Regions from separate parts of the Sus scrofa genome. Here regions 2, 3, 4 and 5 are each linked to region 1. A link is a contact called in public HiChIP or PLAC-seq and promoter capture Hi-C data. All regions are on one chromosome and are shown on one strand. Each heading gives the region's core, a stretch centred on a gene start, on an enhancer-like site or on the middle of the called end of the contact. The rest is flanking DNA. Distances are from core to core; before and after follow the strand shown.

Evidence for each region. Promoter capture Hi-C pulls out the DNA fragments that hold promoters and counts their contacts. HiChIP or PLAC-seq counts read pairs in DNA pulled down with a chosen protein or histone mark.
Region 2: a contact with region 1 is called in an H3K27ac HiChIP or PLAC-seq map of alveolar macrophages. The contact joins the promoter of MLX here to the promoter of BRCA1 in region 1. A contact is called at or near these places in 2 of 5 promoter capture datasets (fetal liver and liver) and 1 of 2 datasets of contacts at active chromatin or transcription factors (alveolar macrophages).
Region 3: a promoter capture Hi-C map of liver shows a contact between it and region 1, with 3 times the contacts expected there. The contact joins the promoter of RETREG3 here to the promoter of BRCA1 in region 1. A contact is called at or near these places in 1 of 5 promoter capture datasets (liver) and 1 of 47 Hi-C or Micro-C datasets (embryonic fibroblasts).
Region 4: a promoter capture Hi-C map of liver shows a contact between it and region 1, with 2.0 times the contacts expected there. The contact joins the promoter of EZH1 here to the promoter of BRCA1 in region 1. A contact is called at or near these places in 1 of 5 promoter capture datasets (liver), 1 of 47 Hi-C or Micro-C datasets (liver) and 1 of 2 datasets of contacts at active chromatin or transcription factors (alveolar macrophages).
Region 5: a contact with region 1 is called in an H3K27ac HiChIP or PLAC-seq map of alveolar macrophages. The contact joins the promoter of CNTD1 here to the promoter of BRCA1 in region 1. A contact is called at or near these places in 1 of 5 promoter capture datasets (liver) and 1 of 2 datasets of contacts at active chromatin or transcription factors (alveolar macrophages).

What each region holds. Positions count from the first base shown.
Region 1 is chr12:19,786,645-19,789,483 of Sscrofa11.1, reverse strand. It overlaps BRCA1 (breast cancer type 1 susceptibility protein), which reads right to left and starts at 1,397. Exons shown (of 24, transcript XM_021066931.1): 1 at 215-1,397. NBR1 (next to BRCA1 gene 1 protein) reads left to right here and starts at 470. Exons shown (of 21, transcript XM_005656955.3): 1 at 470-1,398.
Region 2 is chr12:20,256,185-20,259,023 of Sscrofa11.1, reverse strand. It overlaps MLX (max-like protein X), which reads left to right and starts at 1,481. Exons shown (of 8, transcript XM_003131386.4): 1 at 1,481-1,607; 2 at 1,996-2,032; 3 at 2,529-2,618. The coding sequence starts at 1,566. COASY (Coenzyme A synthase) reads left to right here. Exons shown (of 10, transcript NM_213789.1): 9 at 33-179; 10 at 281-646. The coding sequence ends at 340.
Region 3 is chr12:20,219,583-20,222,421 of Sscrofa11.1, reverse strand. It overlaps RETREG3 (protein FAM134C), which reads right to left and starts at 1,429. Exons shown (of 9, transcript XM_003131384.4): 1 at 1,080-1,429. The coding sequence starts at 1,318.
Region 4 is chr12:20,106,395-20,109,233 of Sscrofa11.1, reverse strand. EZH1 (enhancer of zeste 1 polycomb repressive complex 2 subunit) reads right to left here and starts at 1,490. Exons shown (of 22, transcript NM_001243206.1): 1 at 1,476-1,490. LOC106505425 (a long non-coding RNA gene) reads left to right here and starts at 1,180. Exons shown (of 2, transcript XR_002337104.1): 1 at 1,180-1,338.
Region 5 is chr12:20,061,261-20,064,099 of Sscrofa11.1, reverse strand. CNTD1 (cyclin N-terminal domain-containing protein 1) reads left to right here and starts at 1,346. Exons shown (of 4, transcript XM_021066977.1): 1 at 1,346-1,759. The coding sequence starts at 1,591. LOC100518575 (cytochrome c oxidase assembly factor 3 homolog, mitochondrial) reads right to left here and starts at 1,269. Exons shown (of 2, transcript XM_003131381.4): 1 at 992-1,269; 2 at 116-652. The coding sequence starts at 1,205. The coding sequence ends at 546.

The DNA.
Region 1 (2,839 bases), core at 148-2,647:
CCCCTCCCTTATCCTCAGCGCACCCCCCCGATCCTGCGACCCACAAAGTTCCCCCCTCCTCTTCATTTCCCCAGACTCAACGTTTTAGGCTTCTCAGATTCCATCTTCCGCCTGCCCCTTGCCAGATAACACCCATCTTGCTCGGCAGCTCTCTCCATACCTGTTTATTCGCCTGTCCCCAGAAACTCCTCTCCCTTCCCCAGGGCTCTCTCACCTTTACTCAGGGCAAAGCGCCCGGGATTCCCGGGCCTAGAGGCCCAATTCTCTGAAAAGCCCCCCGACCGTCCTCGGTCTTGAAAACACAAGCCGCGCAGTCGCAGTTTCAATTAATCTGTAATTCCCGCGCTTTCCTGTTGCCACGGAAACGCCATCGCGGAGCGTGAGCCTTTCAGAATGCGAGAACTAAACAGGTTACGGAAGGGCGGAGCTGAAAGAGCCGAGTCCCTCGGGGCTCCCGATTGGTCATCCATTCTTTCCCCGCGTTGCGTAATTAGAAAGGGACGGAAGACAACGAATTCTCCCGGAGTTTTCCAGTAGGCGTCCACCCCCTCACCTCTAGGCTTGGAGTTGCGACTTATTACGTCACAATGATTGCTGTACTAGAGTCGGAACCACTGCGTGAGTATGGAAAACAAGCGAGAGTAAGTGCTTAAAACAGTCACAGGAAGAGGCCGGTACCCTCACTCTTTCCTCCACAATGGACGTCTCCAGTTTAGGTAAATAATTGTGGAGGGAAAAAACTACCATTTCCAGCATGCATTGCGCATCGAAAGGTCTTGGCCACAGAGTTCCTAGGAAACTGTAGTCTTAAGGAGAGGAGCTTCCGACAGAGGAAGCGGGCAGGCTTCTGACGACAACCCAGTTGATAAATTGAAGAGCTCTGCTGCGCTTATGCACTCAACAGATATGGATTGGAACGTTGTGTTTTGCTATCTTGAGAGCGGAGAATAGGCTAAAGAACCTACAAGTCCTAGGAAGACTACAATTCCCATCCAGCCCCGCGAGTCTCCAGCAAGTCATCTTATAAGGTCGGTGACCTAAGGGAACACTTCGGGCGCAGCTTTTACCTGGGAAAAGGAAATCCGCCAGTGTCCAGGCTCCGGCCCACGGCTGCGCACTGGTAGTTCCGCCCCTTTGCCCCAGTGTTTGTTATTGTTGTGAGGATCAGGGCGCTCCTGCCCCGCCCCCGCCAGCGCATCTTCGACCAATCAATCGGGTGGTGGTTTTGAGGGACAAATGGCAAGAACCAATCATCTTGTTGGACACTCAGAGCAACAGGGGACTAGGCCCTGTCTCTCTCCGCCATGTTAGATTTATCCCGTAGGGATAGCAGCAGAGCTGGCAGTGAACTGTCCCTACGCTGGTCTCCGGCAGGCGCCCCCCGGGGGCGGAAAGCTGGTAAGGAAGAAGCTGCGGTTGCCTAGGGTGGTGTCACGTCGCCCTGAGGGTGCTTGGGGAAGTTCAAGGAGGGAGTCCTGCAAAGAAGAGGGGCGACTTTTTCCATGTCTGGGGCAGCTGATCTTTTCAGTGACCGGATGGGAGAGCCGTTTGAGGGGGCCGAGGAGGCGGATACCACCGGAGGGTTGAAGGGTCCATGGTTCAGAACGCCTGGGTTCTGCTGGAGGACGCCAAGACTCCCCAGCACAAAGAAGGCCTAAGCAAAGAAAAGGAAAGAGAGTCCTTAGGGGGTGGTGACACTGCCTGGGGGACATGGAGTGATAGGAAATGATAACTGGACCACTAGGAGGAAGTCTGCAAGGAAAAAAAAAAAAATGACACTACCCACACAGTCTCTTCATTCCTCCTCACCCCACTTTTGGGGAAACTCATAAAGAAGTCTCCTTGGTCAGGGACCTCCGGTGGAAAGGCACCGTTTTATCTTTTTATTGAACATGCAGTTTTCAGGTGACACGTTTTAACTAGGATAGCTTGTACAGGCCTCATTTGGAGACAGTAATCAAAGCTCAGCTTCCCAGGTCAGCCTTATTAAAGAGATTTTTGATATCCCAGAAAAATCGACAGGAAAAGCTTTGTGCCAGGCAAAGGTGAGCCAATAGCATGAACTTGAAATAATTCCAGTTAATGAAAGCTGAAGGCCTGAGCCCCAGCTACCTGACTTTACCTACTACAGAGACAGATGGTGTTAACCATAGCCTAGATATTTCCACAAGTTCAAGATTAGTGCTCTTGCTGAAAGCATTTTCACATACAAGGCGAAACAAAAATAGGCAGCTCTTTATGAAGACCTGGATGTGGTCCAGCTAAACTAGAATCTCCCACTTCCTGTTTTCTCCTCATCCCCCGCCAACCAGCTGGATGAGCACCAAAGTATCTAAACTAATTTCCAATTGTGTAATTTGAGAAAAGGGGAAGAATATGTTTCCTTCTGGATTCTCAAAAGTGTGAGAGTGAGTTTTTCATAAGTTGAAAAGTGAGAATGTGTTTTAGGATATTCACTTTTGGTGGAATGAATCAGTCACTTAATCGCTCTGATTTTTTGCTGAAGATTCTGGGGACTTGGCAGGAATTCTGTCCAAATCTTAAGGACCCCAAGAATTGCATTTTATATGAATGAAATACTATATGTCAACAGGATTGGTGCTAGAAACTATTTTGTTGGTGAACTTGGCTCTAGGTAGAGATAAAGAATAGAAAAGGTTGGGGGAGATTGTCTTTGGATTTAAAAAAAAACTCTGATCCATCAGAGAGTTCAAGGTCATTTTTAATGACAGTCTCAGTTGTATTGTTTCACAGGGCAGTTCCTTATACTGTGGAAAACAGGACTGTTTTAAGTTCTGAAGACTGATTCATCATCATGGTAACTTTTACGTTTGCGTAC
Region 2 (2,839 bases), core at 232-2,731, 470 kb before region 1:
GCCAGGGACTGACAAATGCATCGTCTGCCCAGGCTGTACGACGCATCGTGGAGAGGGATGGCCTGAGCGAGGCTGCGGCTCAAAGCCGGCTGCAGAGCCAGATGAGTGGGCAGCAGCTTGTGGACCAGAGCCACGTGGTGCTCAGCACCTTGTGGGAGCCACATGTCACCCAGCGCCAGGTTGGTGCCCAAGGAAAGGCTGGGTTGTAGGGAAGGAGCCTCTGGTGGATGCCTCTCTGATCCTGTTCTCTTTTCTTTGGAACATTCTGGCCTGTCCAAAGGTGGAGAAAGCCTGGGCCCTCCTGCAGAAGCGCATCTCTGAGGCTCCATCAGATCCATGACTGACGGGTCAGAGGAGATCCAGGGGTGACTAGAGGAGATCCAGCAGTGAGGAGGAGTCAGGACCTTGAAGCTCACCCTAGTTTGGGCCTAGAAGGCTCTCAGCTAAGCTGGGTGGGGCAGAAATGGGCCTGCTCGACTGAAGAAGCCTAACCAGCTTGCTGGTGTTTGGCCAACACTGAGAGTGCGGCTCATGGGGGGAGCTGGTCCTCGGCACTGCATTCCCACGCTTGCCCAAAGGTCTGGGTACCCATGGCACGCCAGGGCCAAGGCCAACACTGGGACTTGTAACAGAATTAAAGGTGAATGTTACCAGGTGCTGTGAGGTGTCTGCTTCCTGCTCCAGTGCCTCTGGGTAGCTTTGTGACCCTTGAGCCCCACGCCTGAGCTGGAACCGGGAGTACGGTGGTTAAGAGCAGCCAGTCTGAGGCCAGCTCTGGCACTTTCTCTGACTGGCTGTGTACTTTCGGATGAGTTCTGGACTTTCTAGGTACCTCAGTTTCCAGATCTTACAAAGTAGCATAACCTGGCTAATAGGCTCTTTGAAAGAGCCAGACTGGGTGTTGGAGAAGCTTCCTTCAACAAGCCACACGGGGAGTTCCTTTCCTGGAGCAGCTGAAACGAATCCAACTAGGAACCATGAGGTTTCGGGTTCTATCCCTGGCCAATGCGTTGCTGTGACTGGTAGTGTAGGTCGCAGATGCGGCCCAGATCCCGCGTGGCTGTGGTGTAGGCCGGCAGCTGTAGCTCCTATTAGGCCCCTCCACAGAGAACCTCCTTACGCCGCCGGTGCGGCCCTAAAAAAAAAGGAAAAACAAAAAAAACCAAGCCAGGCAGGGCCCTCTCCAGAGCGCTGGCCGTCGGGGACTGCCGGCTGGGCCGGGCAGTGCGCACGCACGCAACTATCTGCGACACTACGGCAAGACGTCTAAGGGACCTCGTATCACCGAGTGTGCTTCACGTCGCGGCGGCTAGGACGCTAGCCTGAGGGAGGGCAGGGAGCGCGGCCCCAAGGAGCCGGGGTCGGACCCCGGCGCCAGCCTGGGGCCCATCCCTGCGCAGCCCGGGGGGGAGGGGTTGGTTCCCGGCCGCGCACGCGCGGTGACCCCGCCCGGCCCTCGCCTCCGGGCCGCGGGTTGGCCGACTAGAGTCACGCGGTGCGCCTCGCCTCTTCCTCGCGGCCGGGGGCCCGCCCCGCGGGCAGGTTTCCGGTTCGGTGGGTCGGAGATGACGGAGCCGGGCGCCTCTCCCGAGGACCCCTGGGTCAAGGCAAGCCCCGCGGGCGCGCACGCCGGCGAGGGGAGGGCGGGGCGGGCTCGGGCACGTAGGGGGTCCGGAAGACGAGGGGACTCCCTGCAGTCCCTAGCGCTCCCCCCGCTCTCCGGGCCCCGGGGCTGCAGAGAAGACAGCTCGCACCCCGCGTGTGCCAAGGTGGGAAGACTCCTGAGGCGTGTGCGCGCGGGTGTGAGGGCACGGGGCTGGAGGGCTGGGGGCGTGGAGTGAGCAGACGGCGTCCTGCCGAGGGGTGGTGCTCCCGCGGCCTAGCCGCTCTTGGCTCTGGGGGAACCCTGCAGCTGCCCGCGCACCCCAGGTGTGTGCGGGCGTGTACACAGACGCAGGGGCAGAAGTCCGACGGGTTTCTCCCTTGCTGCCGCAGGTGGAGTATGCCTACAGCGACAACAGCCTGGACCCCGGTGAGTGCCTCCCCCCCCCCGCCCCCGTCTTCGGCTCTGAGGACACTCCCCCTTCAGCCCTATAGATTCTCGTGGCCTTACCAGCCACACCTGAGCGCAGTCCACTGTCCCTGAGCTGGGTCTGTGCAGTGAGGGAGGAGCTGGAGGACGGGGGCAGGAAGCATCCGAGGGTGACACCTCGTTCCCTCAGCCCTGGAGCAGGGAGGTGATGGAAGTAGTGACAGCTGGTCACTCACCATCATCACGCCCCGATGCCACTTGGGGAGCCAGGAGGTATCATTGCAGGCCTGTGGAGCAGTGTAGACACTAGGAATGGGAGCATCGCAGCAGGGCACTTCAGGAAGTGGATGGCCCGGTATGGCTGGCCTTGGGGTTGAAGGGGAGAGGTCAGCGTTTAAAGCCTAGGAAGCCATTGTGCCCACCGGGTGTCTGAGGGCCTGGCAATGCCCCTCCTCTCCACCCTACTCCTTAGTGATCGGGGCCTCTCTTTTTCCAGGGATTTTTGTAGAAAGCACTCGCAAGGGAAGTGTAGTGTCCAGAGCTAATAGCATCGGTTCCACCAGTGCCTCTTCTGTCCCCAACACAGGTAGGCAGCAACATCCCCACCGTGGAGAACCAGCTGCGCCTCGTTTGAGTATCTTTCCTAGATAGGGCAGCTCCAGCCATCCACATGGGGGCGCTGGAGCCCTAGCGGTAGGGGCCGAGTCTCACCGTCTTTCCCCTCATCTAGGATATCGGGTTCTTCTATTCCTCTTCCTTCTCTGGGCACCAGGTTCTTCCCAGCTGGGAAAAAGTGGGCTAACTGAG
Region 3 (2,839 bases), core at 180-2,679, 430 kb before region 1:
CCTCCAGCCTACTGTGAATCTTTCAGACAAAGGATAATAAATGTTTTGGTTTTAAAACCAAGAATTTCAAGAGGAAAGCTACTTTTAGCAAAAACAAAAAAGAATTTGGAAATACACACTTTACTGTTTCACGCTCATCCAGAACAGCTCTATTTCATTCAGCTGTAGAAGCCCCCCTCCACTGCAGTTTCCTTGGAATTTGATCAATAATACTTCCCTAGTTATGGATAAATCCAAAATATGCTTGGCAGACCCTATGAAGATCAAAGTCCATTTTAGGTGATGACAATTCAGAGAAGCAGCAGTTCCATTTTCACTGAGCATGACACATACAGATTCTTAAAGCATATTTACATCCCCACTTTTCCAGCTCAGGAAAACTCACATACACTCTTAGACACCCTCAATTTCCCTGCCTATATACTGTGGCTAAGGATGCCTCTCTAATTCCTCGGAACAGGGAGGAGTGGCCATCATAAGTGGCTTTGAAATGAGTGAAATCTCACAATCATTATTTCTATAACTGTTCTTTAAAGGCTCATAATTCTCTCTCACGTTGCAGCTATGGAGGCTCTTACTGACGCTCAGGCTTCACAAACTTCCCCGAGTGAGAGAAAGGGTGTCTAACATGCTAATTCAGATTGCTCAAACTTGTTTTCGCATCACACCTATGCATACCTTCTGAAGATCTCACGCTGAAGATCTCACGCCTCACACATCTATCCAAATAATAACTACTAAAATCTCTGGAGACAATCTTCAAAGCACCTTTGAGCAAACAAGAGAAGAGAAATGATGGCCTTAAAGGAACACAGTTTTCCCCTGGCTAAAACGAGGCGCCCTCACTCACTGCGAGCGGCTCAAGAGGTTACTAGAAGCTCCTGGTCACTGGAAGGCTCTGGGGAGAACTGCGGTGCCAAAGCCGCACGCGGGACGGAGTGGAAGGAGTTGAGGCAGAAATCAGGCAGGTACAGGAAGGAGTCAGTGCAGCGAAGAAACAGGAGAGGTGAGAGATAAAGCCCTAGAGAAACCTGATGATTTCGCGCCTCGAAGGGTTTCCGAGGATCCAGTTCTCTCACCAGAAAGCCGCGTTCAGCCCCAGGCACCACAGGGCGCTCCTGGCTGGCCGCTCCCACACCAGGGCTGCCTGCACCCGGTTCAGCAGAGGCTCGTAAGGCCCCAGCACCTCCACCAGGGCCCGCTGCGCCGCCTCAACCTGCTGGTCCCGCTCGCAGGAGCCCGACATAGTGCGGCGGCCTCTGGAACTCTGCCCCGAAGCAGGGCCTGGGGCCACAACTACCCCCTCTGCCTCCGCCATCTCCCCCCGGCAGCCACAACATCCGGGGCCACGGCCCGACAGTCACAATAACGCCGACTGCGCAGGTGCGCGATTCGGCTGGGGAGGCCGCTTCCCTCAACACTGCGCCTGCGCCTAGGCTCTAGCTCGCGTCCACCCAGTGGGAAGCAAACTGCGTCAAAGTACGTCCCGAGTGCACCAATCCGGAGCCGCGCACGCGCAATCTGCAAGACTGAGGCCGAATGAATAAGGAAGTGCCATCACCAGAACTCACTTCTCATTGGAACCGAGAGAGTTCGTGGGCGGAGCAGGTTGTTTTGGCGCCTGCGTCGTGCTGCTAGCGGGCTAGCGAGTGGCGGCTTTGCTGGCGGGAGCTGCTGCAAGGCCCGCGCCTGAGGAGCGATGCCGAGGGAGATCATCACCCTACAGTTGGGCCAGTGCGGCAATCAGAGTGAGCGAACTTCCGGTCCTTCCACTAGCCAGGTTTTTTATTCTCTATGGTATCTCGCTCTGAGATCCTGGACTCCATCTGCCCTTCCCAGAATCGTAGTTCTCCGAAGGCGGGACATGCCTGACCCAGTGCCCAGTTGCCCAACCCCGAAAGGCCCTCCCCTGCGGGGTCCCTGACATATAGCCCTGTCCTCTGACACGGGATACCCCCGAGGATTGACCTCCTATCCCTGGTCCCAGGCGCTCAGGCCCCCAGCTTCTCGTTGGAACCTGCCCAGAACCAGATATCCTCTTTCTCCCCCGCCTGCCTATGCCCCCACCCCCAGTTGGGTTCGAGTTCTGGAAACAACTGTGCGCCGAGCATGGCATCAGCCCCGAGGGCATCGTGGAGGAGTTCGCCACCGAGGGCACTGACCGCAAGGACGTCTTCTTCTACCAGGTGCCCCCAGCAACTTGACCAGGGCTGGCAGTGGCCCAGGGGGCCCGAAGGGAAGGGCAGTGGCTTGGTACTAGGAAACCCGTTGAACAGAGTGGCCAGGGCGGCTGGCTTGAGGAGGGAGGGCGAGCAGGAGCCAGAGTTGGGAGGACTGGAAGACTGGGCGGGCCGAGCTGACTGTGCCCCCTCCTGGACTCCCCTTGACAGGCGGATGATGAGCACTACATCCCCAGGGCGGTGCTGCTGGACCTGGAGCCGCGGGTGATCCACTCCATCCTCAATTCCCCCTATGCCAAGCTCTACAACCCAGAGAACATCTACCTGTCGGAGCATGGAGGAGGAGCTGGCAACAACTGGGCCAGCGGATTCTCCCAGGTCATTTGCTGTTACTCCCTGGCAGAAGAACCCCATTTTTATGATTTCCTAGAGAGAGATGAAGCCAGATGGAGGATGTAAGAGTGTAGAAAGAGAGAGACATGAGCTAAGAAAAATTCTTTTTTCTAAGCCATCTATGTAATATTAAGAGACTGCCCAAGAAATAGTAACAACAACAACAACAAAAAAAAAAAAGACAAAAAGACAAAAAAAAAAAAAAAAAAAAAAAAAAAAGGAGTTCCCGTCGTGGCGCAGTGGTTAACGAATCCGACTAGGAACCA
Region 4 (2,839 bases), core at 241-2,740, 320 kb before region 1:
ATCTGCATTCGCGGCACATGAAGGTTCCCAGGCTAGGGGTCCAATCGGAGCTGTAGCTGCTGGCCTACAACACAGCCACAGCAACGAGGGATCCCAGCCGCATCTGCGACCTACACCATAATCACGGCAACGCCAGATCCTTAACCCACTGAGCGAGGCCAGGGATCCAACATGCATCCTCATGGATGTTAGTGAGATTCGTTTCCGCTGCGCCACGACGGGAACTCCTGGCAATTAAGTAATCTCTTTTATCAATGCCACACCATCCCGGCTCTGGGGATTCCAAGGCTCAATACAGACAAGCTCTCGCGGAAACCTCTGATAGAATTAGCACCTTCTCAAGTTGGAAACTTCATTCAATGCCGGTTTCTTAAACTTAAAAGCCCGGGTGGGGGATTTTTCTCTTTAAAGGCATGATGGCAGCAAATGCGGAAGAGACCCACATTTCAACGCCATCCTCACACGCACTCAGTTGTCCTGGGCTCTTGTCTACCTCGGCTCTCGGCTCCCCATCCCTACCCCTCTTAAGCCCTAGACTGGACACCTAGGCTACTCCATTTACTACAATCCCGTACTTCATCCACAAAAAGCCCACTCTCAATATTTCCATGCGCGGCACGAACATCCTTCCACATTCCTTCCCCTCCCCGTCCCCGAAACAATTTCTCAGTAGTCCCTATTTACCGAAATAAGTTTGTCCCACATTTCCTAACAGGCAGGTCCCAAATGCACCACCCTGCCTTTGCTTCAAGGCGCTCTCCCTTTGATCCCCAAGAGAATTCTGGGGTAGGCAGGGACTGGCGCGAGACCAAATTGGGAGAGAACCCTCTTACTCAGGGCTGGGGCTTGGGGAGGCGAGCTGGGCGCCGAGCGCGCAAATCTGAAGGAGCCACACGGCACCTGCTCGACCCCGAGTGCGAGCGCCCCTTTCCATTTTGAGCTTTAGGAGTCCCACTCACCGCACCCTAGTCCCGGCCCTGTTTTTACTACCACCGCTTCCTCAACACCCCCCAAAGTCATCGGAAGCTGAGCCTCCCCGGTGTCCGGTCCTCCCCGTGCACTGCCCCAGCACCCTCGGAGTCCACCTCGCCAAAGGCCCCCAGCAGATGCCACCGCCCACCCGCGCCCTCCCTCCGTTGGGGCTCCCGCCCTCCCGACCCACCCCGCCCTCCAACGGGATTCCCCGTCCCGATGCCCGCCCCCGCCGCTCCTCCTCCGGGACACACTGCGCTCCCCGCAGCAGACACGGTCCTCGCCCGGGACTCTGTCGCCCCGTCGACCCCGTTCCCTCAGCCCTCGGAACCAGGAGTGGGCGCCCCGCTAACCCCGGCCAGATGGGTAATGTGCCCCTCCGCTTCCTCCCAGTTCTCTGACCCCTTCGACCCTCCTTCCCTCAGGCCCCGGGTGGCAAGGTGCGGAGGCCCGGCCCCACAGCCCGGCCCCACAGCCCGGCCCGGGCTTGTTTACTCACTCACCCTCCATCCCGAGCCGCAGGGATCGGCCGCTAGGACGCCTGCGCGCCGCGGCCCCGCCCCCGTGGCGCAGCCCCGCCCCGCGCCTCCTCCCGGCGCTTGCGCACTGCGCCGCCCGCGCCCCGGCTGGTGCAGCCGCCTGGGCTTCCTTCTTCGCACATCTGGGGCTTGGCGCCCATACGCCCAACTCCGGAGTCAGAAGTGGTGTAACCCGAGTCCGACGGTTTCCATGGCGGCGCTGTCCGGGGACAGGAAGGGCTCTTGGGAAACCTCCTGGAGCCACTAATATGTTGAAGACCTTATCCAGCGGTTGCACCATCCCCACACGCTGGTGACAAGCCACTTCTCACTTAAGCGTTTGAAACCAACCTGAAACCCCTTTTTAGGAATCTTTCACATCTGCAAATACCCCCAAACACCTGTCTATGGGCTTTAAGTTATTCTTGCCTCATTTGAGCCTGACTTCCCTATTTCTGTCAATAAATTTCCCAGTTATTTAGTAACTGCCTTGAATTCTCACAAGATACCTGTAAGTTACAAAAGGAAAAAGAGTAACTTCATAGGACAGAAATCTAGTAAACAGCACCTTAACCAAGTGATCAAAGTTAACTAGTGCTGAGAGATATCAATATGATGCAATGATAAGGGCACAGACTCACTTCGTAGTATTCTTGAAAAAATAGACAAGCTGAATTAAGGTATGAGGAAGCATCAGACAAATCCAAAATAAGGGGGAATCTATGCAATAACTGGCTGGTATCTTCAAAAATGTCAAGGTTAGGAGTTCCCGTCGTGGCTCAGTGGTTAATGAATCCGACTAGGAACCATGAGGTTGCGGGTTCAATCCCTGGCCTTGCTCAGTGGGTTAATGATCCGGCGTTGCTGTGAGCTGTGGTGTAGGTCACAGATGTGGCTCGGATCTGGCGTTGCTGTGGCTCTGGCATAGGCCGGCGGCTACAGCTCCGATTGGACCCCTAGCCTGGGAACCTCCATATGCAGCAGGAGGGGCCCTAGAAAAGGCAAAGAGACCAAAAAAAAAAAAAAAAAAAAAAAAAAAGTCAAGGTTGTAAAAGGCAAGGGGTGAGGAGTTGTCCCAGATTGGAAGATGTGACAACTAAATGTAATGTGTGATCTTGGATTGGACACCAGTAGGATAATTGATGAAATTAAAAGTCTGGTTCCTGTCATGGCTCAGCGGAAATAAATCTGATTAGTATCCATGAGGACGCAGGTTCCATCCCTGGCCTTGCTCAGTGGGTTAAGGATCTGGTATTGCTGAGAGCTGTGCTGTAGATTGAAGACATGGCTTGGATCGCACGCTGCTGTGGCTGTGGTGTAGTCAGGTGGCTACAGCTCTGATTCAACCC
Region 5 (2,839 bases), core at 97-2,596, 270 kb before region 1:
ATGGAAAAAGTAATTCTAGTTAAACATTTACGGCTCCCTGGGGCAATGCCATTGCTGTGGTTACTGCCTGTAGAGCTTTCCAGCATGAGTGTCAGCTCCAACACACTCACTGGACTCAGAGAGATGACTCAGTTTATTATTCTCAACCTGACCCCATCTTCCACCTTAGGCTCCAACATTGCAGAGCTGCCACACCCACCCCCATAAGAGCCCACCTCTTCTACTCTGACCTCCCTGCCAGCACCTGGGAGGAGAAGGGGTTAAACAACAAAGTGAGAAAGACTGGGAAAAGTCAAAGTCAAGGTCGGACACCTCAAACAAGGAAACAAATTAGGAGTCAGTGTCCACACACACTGGGAGGTGGGCACGTTCCCTTGACAATGGCCAAATGCACAATCCCTGGCTACTTGGGCTCTACCATCGTTCAAAACTGGTAAGAAGGCCAGCAACGCTGTGAGCAGGCTTCAACTTCTACCGAGTCACGGGGCATCAGTCATCGTGTGAAGGGGCTCCAGCAGGTTGGAGATGCACCATGCCCATGTGGATCAGTGTCCTGATGCCCTTTCCAGAGCTCGGGCTCGAGCAGCTTTGGCCTCATCCTCCAGCTCATCCAAGAAACGCTCCTGGGACACCGAGTAGAAGGTGTAACCATCTGGGGAGGTGGGTTCAGGAAACCACGTGGAATGTGCGCATTCCCTTTTCCCACACTTGCTCAACCACCGCTGCTGATCATCCTCCCAAATTCGATCTTCTGCCGTCTGCTCCTGGGAGCCCTCACCCGACTCCGTAATCATTAATCAATTATACTAAAATACTACCTTTAAAATGACAACGTAAGGTACACCAAACGCTTGATTCAGAGTTAAAAGGAGCCAAGGTTTTCATATCTCGGGCTCCTTCTACCACCCCCACACTGCCCTCCTACACGCCCCTGCTGCCCTTCCTGTTCCCCTAAATGCGGTCTCCCTGAGTCTACAGTCCAAACGGATACAAATTGCCAACACCAGCGCCCCGATGCCCAGGCCGGTCACGATGTTCCGGGTCCGCCGCTGTGGCAGCGTCTTCTGCCACTGGGCGAGCTGCACCTGCCGCATGAATTGCAGCTGCTCAGGAGTCAGTTTCTCCCGAGTCGGGTCGATGCGCTGAGCCACGGGGGCCTTTCCACTCTTAGAATCCACAGGATTGCCAGCTCCCGGCGCCGCCATGTTACCGCTCCGCCCTTCACAATTCCCGGGGCGCGGTGCTTGCTGGGAATCGCCGTCCTCGGCCGCCGCAGGGGGCGCTGGGAGATGTAGTGCGCATTTCCTTTCGAGAAGGGAGTGTGGCTCCTGGAAGTAGGGGGAGGGCGGGGCAGGCGGGAAGAGACTGTGATTTCCGATTGGCTGAGGGGTTCGCGGCCGTTGGGGCGAGAAAAGGCTGTGGAAAGCTTGAGGCTGTGGTATGAACAGGGTTTTCCTCAGACTTGAGGGGAGGACAAGCGCGCAGAAAGGGACGAATTAACCAGGATGCGGCAGAAGAGTCTACAGAGAAGCTAAGGGCGTCGGTTTACGGATCCAGTGAGCGTTCAGGTGCCCGAACAGGGTTCTGAAAATGGACCGACCTGTAAGGCCAAGATTGGCCTCTCTCAGTGACTTTCAGTTTGGAGCTGTTGCCACAGAGACGATCGAAGACACTCTGCTCCACTTGGCCCAGCAGAATGAGCAAGCCGTTCAGGAGGCCACGGGCCGGATGGGCAGCTTCAGGGAGACCCGGATCGTGGGTGGGGACTCAGCCCGGGGAGCTGGGTTTATGGGTAACTGGGGCACCAGTCTTTGAGGCACCGACCTTGAGATTCAGTCTAGTCTACTTTATTCATTCAAATAAGGTTTTGGTTTTGGTTTTGGCACCTACTAAAATGCAACTGCTATATGCCAGGTGGTTGGGGTAACAGTGATGAACAAGACTCACCAGCACCCTACCTTTGGTTTCAACACGTATAGAGTACTTATTCTCTCTGCCTCCTGGGATAGAAAGATGAAAGATCTAGTCCCTGCTTTCAAACCATGTATGTAATCTTTAGAGGACAGTAGGACAAATCTGCAATTGACTAGGTACAAGTATGGTTAGATAAGCGACATACCACATAAAGCTAGCTTTTATAGGGAGTGATGGAGTGAGGTGGGGGTAGGAGGAATTAAAGGAGTCCTTCAGGCATCGTGGCATTTGAAGTAGATCTTGAAGGAAGGAATCCATTTTGTTTGGCGAAGGTGGTGGAGAGGGACTGTGTTTCTACTAACGGGGTAATACGAATCAAGCTATGGAAACAGGGACACTTTGGATGAATGCAGATATCATGTTATCCAGGTTGGCTAGAGCATGTGGAAGAGTAGGTGAAATTCAGACCAGAAAAGTGGTTTGGAAACATTCCATGTGGAACTTTAAATGCCAAGGTGAGGAGTTTATACCTGACTTATTAGGAAAACAAGAAGACATTGAAGGTCTTTTTATAGGAGAGTGATATAACTGTAAACTTTCCCTTAGAAAAAATTATTTTGGCTGTGATGTAAAGGATGGATTGGAGTAGGGAGAGATGGGAGGTAGGAAAAGTGGAGTGGAGTCTTTGTCAGTAGTTTTTGTGACAGGGCAGAGAAAATGACAAGGGAAGGTAGACTAAAAATATTTCAGAGGTAAAATCAGGGTCCTGCACTGGATGAATTTCAGAAGTGAAGACAGCCAATATTACTATGCCAAAAGATTGAGCCTAGAAATATAGTGGTGCCATTAAGAGAAACACGCACATACATTAAAAAAATAGAACAAGAGGAAATGTGACATTTGGGAAAGAAAATAGCTTTGGGAT